2 separate regions of the Sparus aurata genome follow, and region 2 is linked to region 1. Evidence: chromatin contacts called from public Hi-C data. All regions are on one chromosome and are shown on one strand. Each heading gives the region's core, a stretch centred on a gene start, on an enhancer-like site or on the middle of the called end of the contact. The rest is flanking DNA. Distances are from core to core; before and after follow the strand shown.

Region 1 (3,309 bases), core at 297-2,796:
GATGTTGCCAGGAAAATGCACTCACAGAAATTTGACACGTGCTGCTGATTCATATTCCTGTTAACATGCTGCTGTAGCCGTTTTTGAAATTGTGATTTGCTGTGCCCACTTTGTGAACTACTGGCAATTCAGCCGCACCCTGCACAATTATGTAACAAGAGTACAATCTTGAATCATGACAATTCCTGTGCAACACAGAGAAACTATATTGTCCGAAAGGGAACAGTGGTCTCAAGTACCAACACCGAGTGAGTGAATGGCTAAACAGGAAATCTGCCCCACACCACTTCAAATAGCCTCAAAAAAAAACCCCAGTCAGTCCTCAGAGAAATGAAAATTGCTGTGACTGCACAGCTTTTTTCTCCCACCTTCCATCATTTAAACCAAACCTTGTCCACCCTTACAGTACTTGGCTGAAGAGCCTCCTTTATAACATACATTTGTGCCCTGAAAGGATTTCACTTTGCTCTGCTTATCTTGTCCAAACTGCTTTAAAGACAAGAAACAAAAAACGTCAGGATTGGGATTCACTTACAGCTGCAAAGTGCCCAAGCCCCACTGACAGCCCAATAGCCAGCGGTGCCGAACCTTTGACATCACTCCGTCGCTTGTCGGTCACTGCGATCACACACAGGACCAGCTGAAGGGTTGCAAGGAACTCGATGATGAAGCCTTGCGCTTTGGTCACTCTGTTTAGCTGTGAAAGACAATGAAAATAAACCAGAACAGCTAAATGCAACAAGTTAGATCCAATGCAGTGGTTTATATGACACGACACATTTGTCGAAATCACAATAAATTAAAGTTTGAAAAAAAAACAAAAACAAAAACAGATATTAAGGACGACCTCTTGCCTCGTTAACACCGAGGGAACCGATTTGTGCGTATCCATTCACGATAGCACTAGCTGCAACTGCCCCGAGCATCTGAGCCAAGATGTAGCAGACGCATCTGAGTGCGCTGATCTGGCCGCTCACCAGTAGCCCCAGTGTGACTGCAGGATTAAAGTGTGCCCCGCTGACATGCCCCAAACTCTGAACCAGAGTGGCGATAGCCAGTGCGAAGGCCAGCGCGACCTTCAGCTCCTGAGCAACGCCTTTCTCGACGCTCCCGATGATGGCGGTCAAACCCGCGAATATGAACAGCAACATGCCGACAAACTCTGCAGCCACTGCCCGCCAAAACGCCCAGCTTTTTACTTCTGTCATCTCCGCGTCGAATGTGTTCGGTGTGTCAAACCGACATGTATGAGCTTCTGTATTTATAGTGAGGAGGTTTGTGTGCAGAGGGGAGGGGAAGAAGAGGTGAAACAGGAAAAAAGATGACTTCAGGGTACACATTTGAGCATTAGAGAGGAGCTGCTTATGGCTGAAAAAATATTTTATTGGTTACAAATAAAGCATTACACAGTAGTGATTTCCACCAGGCTACGTCCTTGACCATCTATCTTTGACATCCTCGAGGAGGGGCTCGCGAATGCCATTTTCCATTGTCGAGCCACAGCAGAACAGGACCTGTGCTTGTACGCTAATGTGCTCATCTCTGGGCACCAACAGAGAATAATACAGGAGAGCTGCCACCACACCGCCGCTCATCGGTCCTGCCCAGTACACCTGAAAAACAAAAGAACAGGACATCCGTTTCAATAGGAGTGACTCATGAGTGCAACACTGGCAAAATGTCTGATTTTCAGCTCTGCAATACGTACCCAATGATCATCAAAACACTTCTGTATGACTGCAGGACCAAAGGATCGAGCCGGGTTGATACCACATCCTGTGTAGCTGATCTGTAAACCATATCAGAGGAAACCACCACTTGCGTCTCTGGCCATATGACAGCAGATTACACGCAAGCCGGATTTATAGCCAGTTCGTCCTACGCCAATCCATTGTATCAGACGGAGAAACCATCGAACGAATTAATGAGGGGAAATGTTTTGATATACTCACTCCAGCGAGGTGTCCCAGCCCCACAGACAATCCGATTGCCAGAGGTCCAAATCCGCCCACGTCACGCCTTTTGTCGGTGACTGCCAGCACGCACATGACGAGCTGGAGGGTGAGCAGGAATTCTACGCCAAAACCTTGATTAGGGGTAATTCCATTCAGCTGCAATCGAGGAGAAAACGCTTCAGTTTGTGCCCTGCCTCTATGGACATACACAACTAAAGGGTAATCCCACCAATTTTCCACTTTGAAGTAGTGTAAAGCGTTTGTGGCTACATGTAATCTGATAAACTGTGTCCATTGATGTCACTCAGTTGCAAACTTACATTATGGGTAATGCAGGTGCCCATATTTTTTTTCAAGCAGCCCAGCGGCTACACCAGTGGGTCCAGCATTACACTCTTATAAATACTGTTTGAATAGATTTCAAGATTCCCTTTTTATTCCATGCCATCCTTTTCAAATCCTCGTGCACCATATTACCCATAATGCAACCTTGACACTGAATGACATCACTGGGTGCAGTTTGTCAGAATACATGCAACTTGCTCTGGAGCCACAACCCCACCCCCCCCTTAATTTTTTTAGGTTTTGACAAAAAAAAATCTTTCATATTGCAGCTTTAATCATGATTCAATCTGAAATTTTGATAAAAGACACCAGAGGGGATTTTTCCAACTAGCCCAGGGGATTACTTATATTGAGACAATTATTTTCTGTACTACAAGTTTTCTGACATGTTGTGTTCAAATTAGCAAATGATTTTTCATCTTATAAAAACGTGCACTAGTTGCAAACACTGCTGAAACATTTGATGGGATCTCTCTTATCATCACTCCATAAATCAAAACAAGGAAATACTGTCAACGGGCCATTAAAAATGAATTAAATGTTAGATACTTCAGGCTATGGGTGATATATGAAGTATCCCCTCTGTAAAAAATTCTTTCAGAATATAGATACACAAGTAAAGCTGGAAAGTGTGGTGTTAGTGCCGCTGATGTGGAGATTTCTGGGTCAGAATGAGAAAACAAATATCCAATATTTTACATTTAAATATTTGAGTAAATCTGCACCGATTTGCATCAATATCACGAAGAGGAATCTGAACTAAATAAACACTTCAATGTGCAAGTTGGACATTTTCTTTCTACTTGTCCCAAGAAGTCATGATACAGAGGCTAACTAGCCTGAAGTCTCAAAATTAGCCAGTGCATGAGTTCACCTGTAGTGTCTTAGTATTTAGCTGCCTGACTCATTCAGCCCTTAACAATTTACTGCAGTGGACGGCGCAAGCCTTCATCCTGTAAACACTCCCTGGTGAGAGAAGGCTTTCCTTTGTTGCAGGACAGCCACAAAC
Region 2 (3,509 bases), core at 12-2,511, 140 kb after region 1:
TGTACAGTCCTGTTTAGCTTGCACTGCCAGGTTTAGGTCACATGGGGTCTCTGATACTCTTTGAACACAAGCTTGGCTTCTAAACATTGAGCCTAGTAGTAATAATAATTACAAATGCCAGTAAGCTAACAATTTCAATGCAAAGCTATCTGTACTTTAAGTTACAGCGAATCTTTTTTTTTTCAAAGCTTAAAACACTTGAATCTGTGTTCATCAGCCAATTTACAGTTTCTCTGCACTCAAAAAAATCTAATTGCCTAAAAGTGTTTATTGTCACATTTCATGCAAGGTTCTTCTATCATGTTGAGTCAATATGAACAATTTAAATAACTTTTTAAAAACTTTTTGATTGTCATTAGTGTCAACTTTTACTGAAACCATTAAATGTAAATCATTAAAGTTAACATTACTAAAAAAAGTCAGGAAACTGATTACCAAGTCAACTATTCAAATTAAGTTGTACAAACTGAAAAAGCTTGAATGATTTAAGAATTATAAGTCTACATACTGAAATAATCTGTTTGGCTGAATTCCTTGAGTAAGATCATCATTTGAGAATTCACAGTGTGTGTGTATATTCAGTTATTACATATAAAGCAATAAGAAACTTCCACATAACAGTAATGACCTCATATTGTTTTACCTGTCTCCTTTAATAAATCACACATCTACAATGTACATTCTAAAAGTTGATTTTACTTTATTAAAAAAAAAGTCAGGAAACCGATTACCTTAAAACAAGCAATTAGACTTTAAAATTTAAGGTGAATGAGACAAAAAGTTAATAAGTCTACTTTACTTTGATTTTGAGGTAATCGGTTTCCACCATTTTTTTTTTTAAGTGAGATCACTTTGTCAGATTTTACAGTATAGTTTATTGATATAGACACATTAACTCAATATGTTAGAAAGACATTGCATTAAATGTGGCCCTTTACATTGAATTTAAATATAATTTGGAAAAAAAAAACAGTCTCTGTTTTCAGCCAAATCATTTTCAGAGTGTACATTTCTCATTGTCATTGTCGTTTTTGTTGCGTTTTACCGTCACTGATGTGGGGTCAAACTCCGGTGTCTTGGGGCGCTCGGGCTCCGGGGGTTTGGGGGCCGGTGCTGCTGCAGGTTTGGGCTCTTCCTTCTTCTTTGGGGCCATCGCTAAAAGCTCTCAGGAAACAATGGGGAGGATTGACACAGCACGCTGCGGGTGGAGGGGTCCCATTAGAGGCTGGGTCCCTTTATCCACTGTCCACAGGTGCCATCTCCGCCCCCCTTTCCATTCTCAACCACACTGCCAACAATAGGGGGAAGACTATAAAAGGATATGCCTTTGTGCTTCTATTTAAGACAAAGGGTGTGTGTGTGTGTGTGTGTGTGTGTGTGTGTGTGTGTGTGTGTGTGTGTGTGTGTGTGTGTACATCATCAGGACATCAATGATGCAAAACTATATTGGATGAGATCCCAGGCCTGGAACCTTCTGCTAACCAGGCTATTTCCACCAACACAAACGTGACCTTGTATAATCTTCTTTATCTTGCACTGTTGACCTTGTTCAGTGAAGTGCCGTGGTTATTAGAGAGGAGGGGAGGAAGAAAATGATGATTGCAGGACAAGAGGAGGGTAAAATTGTTTGAATTACAATGGCACAAAGCTGTGATGAATACCCAGCAATTACCCCTTGATTAGTATTCAAATTGCAACCAGTGAGACAACATAATTCACAGTGTAGAGTACACGACGTGTAGGGACAAGCCTTTGTGATTTATTTGGTCCAATCAGACGGATTTGCGGGGAATTAAAGTCAAATCCACCTCAAAAAAGGATTCACAGTTTGTTGTGTCCGTCTGGGGCAGTTGCGTGTGAACAAGCCTCTCTGAGAGCGCCAGGGAACACAGAAGTCGAGAAAAGTAATCCGATATGACACTAAGTGCCACTTTATGAAGCTGGCATTCGCATTCGGATGGAGACAGAGTTTGTGGATAGATTGGCAGCCGGGGTGATGTTTCTGGTGATTGCATTGTTTGAAAAATACACATCACATGCGTACATTCAGTTACTTTGCAGAACAATTAAGAAGTGTCCAAAGGTCATGTTTGACACTAATAACAAGTCATAGTTAAGTGACAAAGATCATTTCAAAGGCCTTCTAAATGCCCTTTACAATAACATTACAATCACATGTGTTACACTGCATCCACACTGTATCCTGTCCCTATAAAAGCTATAAAAAGCTCACACTGCATCTGACATGCTGCCATCTACAAACCGAAAAAGACTTCTTTGGGCACAAGATGATAGAAGCAAATTACTTTCACTTTCACTTATAGCTTTTTATCTTCGCTGTTGTTGTGTTTTTATTTGTGTGTTGTGATTCATAACTGTGTCACAGATAAACTTTATCTTGAACTAAATATCCTTGCAATTGATCAAAGAATGTCTATGTCTAGACTAAGCATCCCAAGTGCTTCGAGGGGGTGTAACAATGAAACATGATATGTAGAGGTGACTGGGATTATTGGGCACACTTTCACTCGTGGCATACCGTATGTCAGAACGTTCTAACCAGCAGCGATGAAAGGTTAGGTCTCAGCTAGAAATATCTATATTTAAAATGAGCTGATTTGTGCATAAGTTGTGTCATGTTAAATCAGAAATATGCATTCAAATAAAAACAATAAAAAAAAAACAACAACCAGACATTCGATCGATCAAGGAAGTCAACTGACGGGACGGAACTGACATAACAGTAACAATTTCCATTTCCATATATCTGTAAACTTTATTTCTGTCTGAGTCACTTCAGGCAGATTGTCTTTGGCGATGATGACAGCACCCATCATCCTGCACGACATCGAAGAAATTATTTTTCTCCTTCAGATGTAAGTGTACTCTGAGGACAGCAATGTAAACATCTTGGCCAGAATAAGACGGACGGTTTGAAAGAATCAAAAGAATCAAATAATCTGTCTACAGCAAACTAGAACGACCACCTTTGAACAGAGGAGGTGGCCTGTGACATCACTTATCACCCACCTACAATGCAGTACCGAGTTTCCTTCCCAGACAGCTTAACAACCATTCACACCTGCGCTCACCTAGCCTTAGCAACCCTCATGTAGGCCGGTCGGGTCAATGGCTGAAAGTAAGAATTCACATGTGTCCTTAACAAAAAGTCTTCAACTGCCCTTCAGTTACTTAGAACTGAAGAAGCCTCTCAGATTTGGAAGTGAAACGTCTTCAAGAAACTGAAAAAGGTCCAGTTACCTATGGTATATAGCACTACATAACTGAGTTCAACTTTTGCACACCTGTGGACCAGCAGGTGCATACGAGAATACCAAGGCAAAAAACACCTGATGAGATAACCCGATGAATGTATTTGCACTGAAACGTTATTGCAATTCATTCTGTAATGTTACCTTCACCAATGACAGCGGGTGACTTTCAGATATTTTTCACATGGCTGATAAGTGCATGTCAAAAAAAAGCCAACATCCACATGTCACATCTTT

The links. A called contact is a pair of places that touch in the nucleus more often than the background predicts.
Region 2: a contact with region 1 is called in a Hi-C map of skeletal muscle, with 3 times the contacts expected there. The contact joins the promoter of myl13 here to the promoter of LOC115572044 in region 1. A contact is called at or near these places in 2 of 2 Hi-C or Micro-C datasets (skeletal muscle and an unstated tissue).

The regions. Positions count from the first base shown.
Region 1 is chr21:19,862,600-19,865,908 of fSpaAur1.1, forward strand. LOC115572044 (aquaporin-1) reads right to left here and starts at 1,547. Exons shown (of 5, transcript XM_030401808.1): 1 at 1,407-1,547; 2 at 855-1,255; 3 at 536-697. The coding sequence starts at 1,208. LOC115572043 (aquaporin-1-like) reads right to left here. Exons shown (of 4, transcript XM_030401807.1): 2 at 1,953-2,111; 3 at 1,709-1,789; 4 at 1,344-1,613. The coding sequence ends at 1,428.
Region 2 is chr21:20,004,872-20,008,380 of fSpaAur1.1, forward strand. It overlaps myl13 (myosin, light chain 13), which reads right to left and starts at 1,262. Exons shown (of 5, transcript XM_030401908.1): 1 at 1,046-1,262. The coding sequence starts at 1,153.